Linked DNA regions of Anser cygnoides: region 1 is linked to region 2. The links are chromatin contacts, called in public Hi-C maps. All regions are on one chromosome and are shown on one strand. Each heading gives the region's core, a stretch centred on a gene start, on an enhancer-like site or on the middle of the called end of the contact. The rest is flanking DNA. Distances are from core to core; before and after follow the strand shown. Region 1 holds the start of ALG1 (ALG1 chitobiosyldiphosphodolichol beta-mannosyltransferase). Region 2 holds the start of NHLRC4 (NHL repeat containing 4).

The links. A called contact is a pair of places that touch in the nucleus more often than the background predicts.
Region 1: a contact with region 2 is called in a Hi-C map of liver, with 2.1 times the contacts expected there. The contact joins the promoter of ALG1 here to the promoter of NHLRC4 in region 2. A contact is called at or near these places in 4 of 7 Hi-C or Micro-C datasets (granulosa cells and liver).

The regions. Positions count from the first base shown.
Region 1 is chr15:13,395,968-13,402,664 of Taihu_goose_T2T_genome, reverse strand. It overlaps ALG1 (ALG1 chitobiosyldiphosphodolichol beta-mannosyltransferase), which reads left to right and starts at 5,208. Exons shown (of 13, transcript XM_048066453.2): 1 at 5,208-5,442; 2 at 5,530-5,607; 3 at 6,051-6,154; 4 at 6,629-6,697. The coding sequence starts at 5,223. C15H16orf89 (chromosome 15 C16orf89 homolog) reads right to left here and starts at 5,633. Exons shown (of 9, transcript XM_048066466.2): 1 at 5,511-5,633; 2 at 3,058-3,552; 3 at 1,147-1,296; 4 at 551-701; 5 at 257-374. The coding sequence starts at 3,229.
Region 2 is chr15:13,261,863-13,268,249 of Taihu_goose_T2T_genome, reverse strand. It overlaps NHLRC4 (NHL repeat containing 4), which reads left to right and starts at 3,123. Exons shown (of 1, transcript XM_066977556.1): 1 at 3,123-4,348. The coding sequence starts at 3,246. The coding sequence ends at 3,902. It overlaps PIGQ (phosphatidylinositol glycan anchor biosynthesis class Q), which reads left to right and starts at 5,088. Exons shown (of 11, transcript XM_048064751.2): 1 at 5,088-5,216.

The sequences.
Region 1 (6,697 bases), core at 3,959-6,458, 130 kb before region 2:
CCTCTTTACTTCTAGATGAGGGCAAGTAAATAGTCTTTGAACTTTGTTTTCCTTTGAAATCCAAACCACCAGATTTGCACTCACATACTTACCTAATACAGGTATTGAGAAAGCGCCTCTAGCAAAGCTTTACTGTTCCTCCTTGTTATCTCTAACATCCCACCACACAATCTACTGTGTTATACTGCTTTCTTTTCCATGTATAATATTGACTGTCATGGTTAATAAATCTTGTATGATAAAACTTTTCACTTACCATATCAGCAAACATGAAGTAGAAAAGCTGATGGGACAAGGAGTAACCCGAGCAACCAAGTTGAGTCATTATGTTCCTACAGGCACTTGTGACAACGCAGGACTTGCCATTCTCTTTCCTGTTTAAGGATAGCAACACAGATGGAGTTGAGGAGTCTGATAAAGGAAGGCCTATTCCTGCTCTGTACAATTGCAGGGCGCAGTAACTTTCCTCTCCTGCTTGCCAGCAGACAATAGAAAAGTCTTATAAAACAGTGGCAGTAAGAAAGGATCCACCGATATCACAGAAACATACCATGTTCCTAGCAAATATGTATAGCACATGTCACTTGTTTTCTCTGTAAAACACTTGGAACTACCAAATGAAGTATAGGCCAGCAAGGTATCAGTTTGGTTCCATGAATGAGGAAAGACCCAGAAATGTGGTCCTAAAATTGGCGCAAATTCTGAAAGCAAATCAAAGAAGAAAGCCTGTAATTAGTGGTATAGTCAAGGGAGATCTCAGGCCCTGCCTGATTTCTTAAGTTTGTCTACACCCAAAGGTACCCTTGCATGCATCTGCACATTGCCTCTCTGTGGCTTTCAGAGCTGAACACCCCTACTGTGCAGACCTGCCTTTAGTGCTTTTCTCCAAACCACCCAAAAAATCAGCAGCAGAATCGTTACTTCCAAGAATTAGTATTTGTGTTTCCATTTGGGCTCACTAGCCATTCCTTTCGAAGTACTCTCAGGAGGGATACCAAACTCTAAGTAAACTCTTTCTTTTCATTAACTCTGGCATCTTTGTCGTTTCATAGGTCACTGCATAAAGGCAAAACACTGCAATATGAATACCTTGAGCTTGAATGAGAACTATTTTTCTTTAATGCCATCCATACTTCTTATTTTTACCTTTGAAATATTTGGGATCATTCTGCGCTAGAGAATATGTTGCTTTTTCAATCAGAGAAGACAACTTCTTCACAACACTTTCAACTCGGGTACGCTGAGCAAGTAATTCATGTTCTGAAGGCCACTTTTCTAGGGCTCCTTTCAAATAGCCTGCAGAAACAAAAATTCATTTTGTATACTACCATAAATTCTCAGCCCATTCTTCTTTTTTTCCCCTTCCTTTTTAAAGTAGTTTTGCTGCTTCCCCTGGTGACAGCCATTCTCCTCACAGCCACCATTTTTTAAAACAAGGTTTACCCTGGAACCTAGTAAGTAATCCAATGTACTAGACTATATTATACCTAAGTAGTGTCTCTTCTGACGTGGTTAGTAGGTATCTTACTGCAGAGCATTATGCTACTGCAATTAGAAGCCAAACTATTATTTTATATATGAAGAAACAAGGACGAAAAGAAAGCTATGAAATATGTTTAGTGTGTACTCTATAAGAGAGTATGTTAAGATGTTGCAGAGGTAGTCAGGCTTTCCTGTAGCCCTCTTTTTTTTTTTCCTTCCTTTGAAGAGTGGCTGCTAATCCAGTGATGCTCCAGCAATGTTCAAACTGTTCTGACACAGAGGGGACTGCTGAGCCCAGAGACGAGAAGGCTGGGGAGGGGGTGGCTCTTCCATGCGTACAGTTATCTGAAGGGAGGGTACACAGAGGACAGAACCAGGTTCCCGGTGACATACTCAAAAAGCCCTGGACACGGTCCTGGGCAGCCTGCTGTAGGTGGCCCTGCTTGAGCAGGGATTTGGGAAGGTGACCTCCAGAGGTCCATTCCAATCTCAACTGCTCTGTGAAATGGATAACATCCATATGGAGAAAATAAAAAATAAATAAATAAATTAAAAGACAGACTTCTCAAATGTCAAAGAAGCCCTCTATATTGCCCAAGGGTTTGCTCACACTTCTACAGGCAAAGACTGTTTAATGAGATATAAGGTGGCAGATAATTATTGTTCTTGTTACATGTGCTTACTGTCCTCTGTGCTTCTGTGAGTTTGGCAGACTGTTTACAGCGATTTGGTGGTGCATTCTCTTAGCCCTTTAATTTCTGTGGCTGTCTGGCTATGGATCTGTTTGCACTCCAAACTTACGTTTGTGATATCATGTAACTACCTTTTCTGTCTGCTTTATGAAGAAGAATATCTAATCCAAAGATCAGATCTTGACCCCTTCTGGAGGTGACTGGAATTTACGCAGAGATAAAGTAGCCACGTAGCCAGGTTACCACCTACCTCCAAGTTCCTCCAGTGCACTGGAAAATGTGGATGTGGCTTAGGGACTGCTTTGCCCTTTTGCCTTCTCTGCTGCACCCACACTTTGGGTAAGGCAGGTGTCAAAGAAGGTGGATGCTGAGAACACCAAGTTCTGATCCCAAACTAGGGAACGGCCCCTTTGGAAGAAGGCAGCATTGCTGCTGGAAGTAGTATGGAGCATGCACAAGTTGACTGCACCTTTTATTAGCCCTAAAATTTGTGTGTAGAGGCAACTCTTATCCAGATTGGTTTGGATCCCACAGGGGAATATAATATCAAGTATTAACAAATAGTTTTAAATATTCTTCTTACAGCTTATTGCATTCCTCCCAAACCAGAGATAACCCAGGAGAGTCCTCTTAAAAACAAGAAGAATCAAGGTTTCCTTCTAAGGCATACTTCTGATGCAAATAACAGCTGGATCACTACTACTGTCATTGCATTTAAGGAGCTGAATCTTTAAAACAGGGTAAAAAATGAATTTAAAAATTAATATATATATATATCATGCTACTAGCAGTCAAATCTGCCTAATGTAAAGACTGAAGTCAAGAAAGCTGGTATCAGCTTAGTTCCTAAAAAAAAAAAAAAAAAGCCAGACTGTCACAATACCTTGCAAAACATGAAATCCCAGCACTGCATCTAAATTGATGTCCTGATACCGACTCTCCATGAAGACAGTCACTTTCTCAAGGGCAGAAATGACAGAGCTCCTCACATTAGGCTCAGTTTTCAAGAAGCTGGCCTTGGAGAGAAAAATCAGCAAGAAGAAAGTATACAGCATATCTACTCTGCTCAAAGAGGTTGTGTAACTTCTAAATCAATATCCCTTGCTCACAGCAGGTCCTGCTGTGTGTGATGGAATACTTTCCCTTAACAGTTTAACCACAGGTATGCCGCTGTGTTCTCACAGAAAGCTTGATTGTCGTCTTCAATGCTAGCAAATGTCTTGTGCCTTTAAATGTCAGCCAATGCACTTGGCAGTACAACTCCGCAGATCAAATCCAGTTCTTTCATCCTTGGCTTCGGTAAAATTGTTGTAGCTGCCATCAGAAGAGGGAGCTCTTGCTCATCTGTAGAGGTAAAGGGAGGTAAAAGACCGTCCATCTGCAATTAAAAAATAGAACTTTTGAAGTGTGCACAGCGTTCTTGAAGAAAGTGCTGAGAAATCATTTATTTAGAGCACTTTTACAGCGGAGGCTGTGTGCATGTGCGCTGAACCCACTGTGGCGATCAGACTGCTGAAGGGCACGGTGAGATACAGGCTGCCTGCCATCACCTCAGCTCCCTGTGAGGGAGCGACCAGCCCACTAAGGCCGTTTCTTTGCCACTGCACCTGGGATAAGGGTGGAAAGGGGAGTCTGCGTGTCTGGAAATGAAGGGCTGCAGAGACAAAGGGCCTTACTGTATGTTACCGCCTGCTATGAGCCCTGACCAGTAAATACATTAAGTGCATTTATCACATATCTAGGGTTAATGTGTTTTGATAGACACAGCTGAAGGAAACGCTGTGCTAACTTTGTGCTGCTTCACAAGATATTACATATGTTAAATGAAGCAAATTATCCAAGTTCAGCAGGTTTCTAAGCAAAATCTGATTTTAAATTATTTTTTTGGAAAGGAATTTATTTTGGAGGGATGGTGTAAAGGGGCCATCAGAAAGCTGTGGGTGGTGTGGCCTGCAGGTAGCCGGGACCCAGGCTGCCCTCAGCAGAGCTGCAGTGCTGCCGGTTCCCCACACCTGACGAAACTGCTCCAGATGAAGGAGAAGTGTGACAGAACACACAGAGCGCTGGGACCGAAAACCGAGGAGCTGCTGCTGTTCTCATTAAATGAGGACACTTGTGGACACTGAGTGGGCACGCTTGGACGTATCACAGAATCATAAAGGTTGGAAAAGACTTCCAAGATCATCTGGTCCAACCATCCCCCTACCACCACTGTCACCGACTAAACCATGTCCCTAAGCACCACGTCCAACCTTTCCTTGAACACCCCCAGGTGACTCCCCCACCTCCCTGGGCAACCCGTCCCAATGCCTGACTGCTCTTTCTGAGCAGAAATGTCTCCTCATTTCCAACCTGAACCTCCCCTGGCACAACTTGAGGCCATTCCCTCTAGTCCTGTCACCAGTTAGTTATCTGTGAGAAGAGGCCAACCCCAGCTCCCCACACCTTCCTTTCAGGTAGTTGCAGAGAGCAATGAGGTCTCCCCTGAGTTTCCTCTTCTCCAGACCAAACACCCCCAGTTCTCTCAGCTGCTCCTCACAGGACTTGTGCTCCAGGCCCTTCACCAGCTTCGTAGCCCTTCTCTGGACACACTCCAGGGCCTCGATGTCCTTCGTGTTCTGAGGGGCCCAGAACTGAACACAGCGCTCGAGGTGCGGCCTCCCCAGAGCAGAGTACAGGGGGACGATCACGTCCCTGGCCCTGCTGGCTGCACTACTCCTGACACAAGCCAGGATAACACTGGCCTTCTTGGCCACCTGGGCACACTGCCGGCTCATGTTCAGGTGAGTGTCGACCAACACCCCCAGATCCTTCTCCTCTGCACAGCTTTCATGGCGTTGTTGTGACCAAAGTGCAGGACCCAGCGCTTAGCCGTGTTGAACCTCATCCCACTGGCCTTTGCCTCGTGCCGTGAGGCTCCGCACCCCTCTGCGCGACACGAAGCCAGCCACGAGGTGAACCCGGGCGCAAACCGCCCGCCCCACGGCTCCCTCAGCCCGCGCCCTCCGCACCGCCCGGGGGCGCGCTGCCCGCCGGCGGGGCCTCAAGATGGCGGCGGGCGGCGGGGCGCTGGGCGCTATCGGGGCCGCGCTGGTGCTGGCGGCGGCCGCGGCGCTGTGGTGGCGGCGGCGGCAGCGGCGGGCGGGCGGCGGCGAGGGCCGGGTGTGCGTGGCGGTGCTGGGCGACCTGGGCCGCAGCCCGCGGATGCAGTACCACGCGCTCTCGCTGGCCCGGCACGGCCGCGGCGTCTCGCTGCTGGGCTACCTCCGTGAGTCAGGGCGGGGGGCGGCCGGGGCCGGGGTCGGGGGGCGCTGCCGGCGGGGTCGCGGCTCTCACCGTCCGTCCTTTGCCGCAGAGACCCGGCCGCACGGCGACGTGCTGGGCAGCGGCGAGATCCGCGTCGTGCCGCTCTCGGACCTGCGGTGGCTGCGAGGTGGGTGCGGGCCGGGGGCGCGGGGGGCGCGGGGGGCGCGGGGTAAAGGGAGCGGAGCGGGGCTGCTCGGGGTGCTGGTGGTCAGGGCGCGGGGAGGAGGGGAAGGGGGGCAAAAACCGGCCCTGAGGGGCCTCCCTGCGGGCCTCGAGCCCCTGGGGGCCGGGGTAAGGCTGTGTGGTGCTGGCTTGGGTCGAGCTGGGGGTCGTGGGTTTTATGTCTTGCTCACGGTTTTGTGTGTTTGTTCATCCGCGTGTACTGCGATTTTTCTTCTAGATAAAAAGTAAAATGGGGACTTGGGGGTGTTGTGGTGTTTCTGTGACATCAGGTTTCTGTTTTTACGAAATGCCACTACTTTAAAACTTCCCGATGGCTGGCTCTGTGTGGCACGCACATTTACGTGTGCAGAGCTGGAGTGTTCTCACACGTTCTCTGTCCTTTTGCAGTTGGCCCAAAGATTTTCCAGTATGTTGTAAAAGTCATTGCTCAGGCAATACAGCTGCTGTACACAATGCTGAAAATGGATCGACCATCCTATATTCTTCTTCAGGTATGCTTTCTGTGTGTAATTAATTTTAATAGTATTACATTACAGAATGTTTTTACCAGTCTCAGACATTGCTCTAATTATTTGAGAGCTAAAATTGGCTTAATCCATGATATAAACCTATATAAAAACTGCTTATTTCATTCTAGACTTCTTTCTCTGTTAACTCACGTTTGTTCTTCCTGTTAATTTTTGAGCTTTTGAATTTCAGTGGCATGTAAAGAATAAATCTTAACAGAAATACTTGTATGTGCTTTGGATGGGAATTTTGACCCAGATCCGACAGTAAAATTTGAAGTGCCTGCCAACCTTCATAGGAGAAACTGGCAGTTCTGTAGTTGGCGAATACAAAATCGTCCCCGTTCATTAAGATCCTTTTAAACAATGTTATTTCAGTCATTTGATTTTCTTTTTCTCGTTATTGCTAAGTGTTTATCACTTGACCATAGTCTTACCCTGTTTTTACTTATTTAACAGAATCCTCCAGGTTTACCTAGTATAGCTGTTGCCTGGGTAGCGTGTCTTGTCTGGAGAAGCAAACTGATA
Region 2 (6,387 bases), core at 1,874-4,373:
ACAAAAGGTCAGGCCCTGTTGCCCTGGGAGATGGTTTTTGAAGCTTGCCTACTGTCCTCAGATGGAGTGGCCCCGGCACTTGTCATGTCAGGTTATTTTTGTAATTTTGTCTGGTCTGAAGCAGCCCCCCAGACCCTGTGAGCTTCAGGAGCACACCGATAGGACCAGAAGGGCCCCAGGCACCGAGCCAGGAGCTCCCAGCCCTGGGCTTCGGAGGCAGCTCCCCGTCCCACAGCTCCCACAGCCAGCCAAACCCAACCACCTCCATTGCCCAAGCACCCCAAAAGGTGGGGGGAGCCTGATCCAAACTTCATTATCTTTGGCCCGTCTGAGTAACAGACAGACACAAACTTCTTCAAGCCCAGGGCCACATTTAAGGCAGATGCTTTGAGCTCATCCCTGGCCAGAGTGCACCGAGCATTGTGCAAAAGCAGCGCTGCTGGTGAGGGAGGGCAGGCTCTGACCAGCACCTTGCAGGTGGGACCCAGCTGATTCTGCTTTTACTCCCCACTCCCTTTGCTTGAGCTGAACCCATAAATGCCACCTTCAACCCTGAATGTGACCTTCCCCAGCAGAGGGGAGCCAGGGTTGAGCCACGTGGAGATCAAGAGCTGGGCTCCTTCCTGAGAGATTCTCCACTGGACCTCAAACCCTGGCATTGCAAAAATCCCCCGTCTGCTTCTGTGAGCAGTGACACTGAGGCACCCAACCACACATGGCACAGGCTGGGAGCACACAGGGAGGCACGGAGAAGCAGTGAGACAAGCCAGGAGTCCTGATCCAGGGCGTGGAACTGTCCCTGTCCCACCTCCTAAAGCTGTCTCACTCAGGTGCAGCGTATCGCTCCCATTACAGCGACCTCTGCATAAAAGCCCCAAATTGCCACAGCGCTTGGGGTCACTCCTCCCTGGATCCTGGAGGAAAGGCACCTTCTCTCCGGGCATGAGACCAGCAGGGAATAAAAGCTGCGTGAATCAGCCCCTGTCTTGCTGCTTCTGGTTGTCAGTACGAGGAGCTGGCGTGTTTATCCAGACTCAAGGGCAATCGTCCGTCACTAACAACACAAGGCAGCGCAACACCCTCGGCCCCGCTGCCCCAAGCCTGGCGAGGGAGCAGGACAGAGCCAGCAGGAGGGCAGTGCCACCGGGCAAAGACGGGCAGCCCTGGGACGTCCGGACAAGAGGTATGAGCTGGGCTCCTGGCCATGCGTGCAGTCATTGAGCTGTGCCAGGGACAGGGTCAGGGCCCTCCTTCAGGCTTAGGACCATGAACGAGCAGCTCAGGACACGCCACTGGGGTCCGATGGCACCTTTGGGTGCCCAGCGTCAGGGAAGCAAGGTGGACACTTCTGGCATTGGGTGTGCTGCGGCAAGTCCACCTCGTGACTGCCCAGCTGGTGACTCAGTTTCCCCAAGCGTAAAATCCAATTTCTTGGATTTTGAACTTTGCTCGGTGCTGAAGGAAGACCCCAACATGTCCCGGCTGCAGCAGAGGTGGAGGGCTGGTGGAGGGCTTGCTTCCACCAACAGGTCCCTGCTGCCGGGGGCCTGAAGCACAGCCACTGCACCTGCACTTCAGGGAACAAGGTGGGAAAGCTGTCCCCAAGCCCCAGATCCAGAAGAAATTGGATTCCCTCCATATTCACACTCATTCCCTCTGTTGCGTAGTTGCATTTGGTATCCCTGCAAGTATTCGAGGAATGAATTTTCAGACAATTGCAATATTTGCACCTGGGAAGGACAACTTGCATCCAGGATGCCTTAGCCCAGCACAACTCTTTAGCTGTGGTTTGGGAAAGCTTTACTTTTGCAGGGACCAAAGACCCCACGCTACCAGACAATCATGGGGCACAGGATAATCAAAGTGAAGCAGTGGCTTGCAAACAACTCAGAACAGCTGAGCATGTCCATTTATAATAATAATTATGACCACATTTAAAGCAAAATTAACTTCTGTCTCTTCAGGAACTTTAATAAGGGCATGTTTTTCTTACCAGCTCCTGGCTGTATGTTAGAAGCCATACCATATCCAGCCCCTGGACAGCAGATAGCAGAGCAGGGCTGTGGTCTCTGTTTTTTTGGATGTCTCATTCCTTAGTACTTGTGTTCTTAAAACAGAGGGAGAGTGGGCAAAAAAGAAATTGTGGTTCTCGTGGTGGCTCTCACATCTGACAGAAAGCTTAACCGGTCTCTGAATTGGTTGCGTAGGCTGAAACTGGCTACCAGATCAATACCTCCCTTTTTCTTCCTGCCAAGACATTAGCTGTTTCAGGAACAACTTAATTTGTTTAGACAGGGAGGGGCTGCCTTTAGCAAAGACATGCACTGGCCAAGTGTGAAATTGTACCACATGGGAGTGGAGGAAGAGTTATCCTCAGTTTCTCAAGTGCTAGAGTGGACTGAAAATGCTTTGGGAAGATGTGGCTCACAGAAAACAGGGTCAAGAAGTGTTAAGGGCTGAGAGAAGCCACTAATCTCATGAACCAGAGAGGTGCAGATCACATCCAGCACACTCGCATGCAGGGCTCTCCCTCATGCATAAATCCTCAGGGCAGATCTGTCAGCAGCCAAACTCCCACCAAAGCCCATGGACCTTTTTGGTTGCAGATCCAGCTTTCCAGCTCTTCAATTTTTGTGCCATTGTTCCTGTTTATATTCTGAGCACATAATTAATGGGACGGGCTACGATCTTGTCTCTGTTCATCGGGGTGAATGCAGCCCAGCACTGACACCTTGGCCCAGGGCGGCCAGCAAACACCTGGGCCCAGGGCATGTCCCCAGAGACGGCAGCAGGCAGGGCCAGTAATGGTCCTATCACTTACTCCAAACAGGGACAAGAGACTTGTCATGGACTACACTCTGGAGACCAGCCAGCAGAAGGAGAAGCTTCTGAAAGCCATCTACACCCTCCAGCTGAAGTCAATCGCCACGTTTCAGACAGCCAGCCCTCTGCTGAGCAGCCAGCAGGGCATGGGCATGGTGACACACCACCACGTCCACCAGCTGGCAGACAAGACCAAAAGCTTGTGTAGAGACCTGGACGACATCAAGAACCTCCTCCACTACTGCCAGGACGACCTGGTCCGGCAGATCCCCAACCCCACAGGCAGCCGCTATGGGGGAGTAAGTGGAATCCATTGCTCCCTGGCGGGCTCCATCTACGTGACAGCCGAGGCTGCTCCCTGGGTCCATGTCCTCAGCAGCACAGGCCAAACGCTGCAGGCCCTGCCCTGCCGGCAAACAGGGATGGAAAGCGGCACTTTCCTGCCAGAGGACGTGACTGTGACTCGGACAGGAATGGTGGCTGTAGCCGATATGATAAACGGAGCTGTCTGGGTCTTCAACCCTCACACCAGCCCCTCCAAGGGGGAATGGGTAAAAATCAGAAAGGTTGGTTCCCCCAGGGGCATTGGAGTAGACTCCACGGGCAAGATCTTAGTAGCAGACTATGCCCAAGGCCAAGTCCACAGCTTTGCGCTGGACCGTGCCTTCAAGACATCGAACATCCACTCGGTCCCCAACCTGCAGGGACCTCGCTACGTCAGTCCAGCACCCAACGGAGGCTTTGTGATAAGTGAGGAGTGTGGAGACGTCAAGGTGTTCACGAGCAGCCGTCAGCTCGTCTGCTCCCTCAGCAGCAAATACGGACACCAGTTCGGCAACCCAGCAGGGGTGTGTGTTGACGTGGAAGGCAGCATTGTGGTGGCAGACGAGCAGCGCCGCACGGTCCACTTGTTCCCGGAGAGCGGGGCTCCTGTCTGCTTGGTGTCCACGGGGCTGAGGAGACCTGCCGGCGTGGCCTGCTCCTCCTTTGGGCACCTCTTTGTGGCAGACACAGGGGAGAACTGTGTCAAAGTCTTTAAGTACCATGCGAGGCCCCGCCAGCCCTTGGGCACTTTGTGACAACCCCAGCCTAACGCCCAGGCAGGGAGTGAGGCTGGTGCCACCGCAACCCTGAGGAGCTTTGGGTCCGCAAATGATGCTGCTCCCGCAGCCAGGCATCGTCCCCACACTTAACTTTGTTGCCCTCCAGCTTCTCCAGGTGGCAGAAGCAAGGACTGGAGCAATGAAGCATCATCTCTGTGCCTCTTGGATCCACCAGAGCACCTAAAGAAGGACTGAGTTACTCAAAACCGAGAGGGTGGTCATGCACTGGGACAGGCTCCCCCGGGCTATGGCACTGAGCCTGCTGGAGTTCAAGAAGTGTTTGGACAATGCTCTCAGACATATGTTTTAATTTTTAGGTAGTCCTTTGTGGACCCAGGAGTTGGACTCGATGATCTTTATGAGTCCCTTCCAACTCGCGATATGATTCTATTAAAAATGGTTGTGCGTTGGTGTCTTGGAAACTTATCACCACCCCCTTGCGTGTCTTTTCAAAGATAAAATAATTATTCCTCTTCCACACACACCCATTTTATGTGGCCACAGTTCCACCTTCCTGAAGCCAGTGGCAGGGCTCGGCTGAAGGGGTAAGGCCAGGCCAGAGCTGGGGTTGCAGCAAGCTTCAGGAGAATGGCAAATTTAAAGGTAACAAATTCCACGCTGCATTCCTGACCTCTACAGGGAAGCAGCGACTACTGCATGGAGCAGACTGCCTGTGTGCATGTGTAATGTCTACACAGCCCTGGGACTGTGCTGACCCCCCTGGGCTGGGGGTTTTGGGGTGCCACAGCCCCTGCTGCTATCAGCAAAGAGCTGGCGGGGCGCGGTGGCGGAGGGAAGGGCGTTTTCCTCTCCTGCTCCAGACGTCGGCGGGGCAGGGCGAACCGACAGCTCCGAGGCCTCTGTGGATGCGCTGAAGCCACCCGGTCTGGCCATGCTGCCGCTGCACGGTTCTGCACTGTGCTGCGGTTCCTGCCCTGCAGCGAGCCCCATACACCGACACAGGGCACCCAAACCCTCGTCCCTCATCCCCAGTACGCCCCAGTGAAGGCCTCTTCCCCCTCCTGACCCCGCAGCCCGCTCGGACAGCAGGAGCGTGACTGCAGGGAAGCTCAGCACCGCTGGCTTTCGGCCAGGGCATTCGCCAGGGTCAGGGTGCAGGGAGGGGGAAGCCGGGTGCCAGCAGCGACGGCGAGGCCCTGCCCTCCCTGGGGCCGCGGCACCGTGGCCCCAAGCGATATCGGGGACCGAGGGCTGGGGCCGCTTATCGGCGGGCTCAGCCGGCAGCAGCGCGCCCAGCTCCGCGGAGAGCCTCGGGGGCAGCGCCGCAGGGTGAGCAGGGGCACCGGGGCTGCGGCGGCTCCGGGCGGCCGGGCCCTAAAACCCAGGCGGGGAGCGGCGCTGGGAGAAGCCGGGGGAACAACGCCGGGGCCCCGGAGAGCGGAACGCGGCACCACGGGCCCCGGCGCTGCCCGGGCCGGCCGCGGCGCGCAGGCGGCGGCTCCGAGCTGCCGGAAGCGGGCGGCGCGGCGGAGCGGTAGGCGGCGGCGGGCCGGGGGGGCGCGGGGCGGCCGGGCCGGGCCGGGCCGGGCCGGGCTGAGCTGAGCTGGCCCTGGCGGCCCCCAGCGGCCCGCTCCCGTCGCCCGGGCGCCCCGGGCTGAGGGGCGGGCGCGGGGCTGAGGGCGCTCGGTAGCCGCGTGGGGCTGCTGGAGCGGAGGTTGCGTGTGGGACGAGGAGGAGGAGGGCTGGGCGGGCGGGCAGCCCTCCCTCTGCTCCCCCGCGGCAGTGCCGTGGCTCTTTCTCCTCTCCTGGCCCAGGCAGGGATCTACCAAAGGCTCCTTTGCGCTGTGTCGTACCTGCAGCCCTGCCGGCCTTCCTCCCTCTGTCGGTCGCGTTTGCTGCACAGGGGCCTCTGTCCCTGCCTCACCCTGTGTTTTAGGGGGGTTGGTGCTGTACAGCCAGCTGGGGGGGGGGTCCAGCAGAAATGCGAGGCTCTGGGTACCTCATGAGCACGGGTCTGCGTGCATAGACCTCAAACAGCCCCCGGGGAAGCACAGATCTCAAACAAAGCCTGGGCAGGAGCTTCCCTGCCGGGTCTGCAGCAGCCCCGGGCCGGGCTGGGCTGTGCCGCTTAACCGGAGCTGCGGCCGAGGTAGTTAGCTGGCTGAAGGCAGGCTGGGGTTAAAAGCTGGGCAAGGTGAGAGGGAGAACAAAATAGGGAAGATAAGAAGCGTTTCTCCTCCGTGAGAATTCTTCCTGGATGAATGTGGCCGTCTCTTTTTACAAAACAAACAAACAAAAAACAGCAAAACCCAGTGAAAAATAAATGTTTGAATGAAAAGAGTCCGCTGATGATTCTCCTCACTGGATGGACAGACCTGTGAGGCGGAGAGTTGCGCAGCGACATTGGAAGTCTTGTAGCGATACTCTCAACTCTGACATCTCTTGAGGAAAAAGAAGAATTAAAAACGTAACTTTTAAAAAGATATCTGTCCAGTATTAC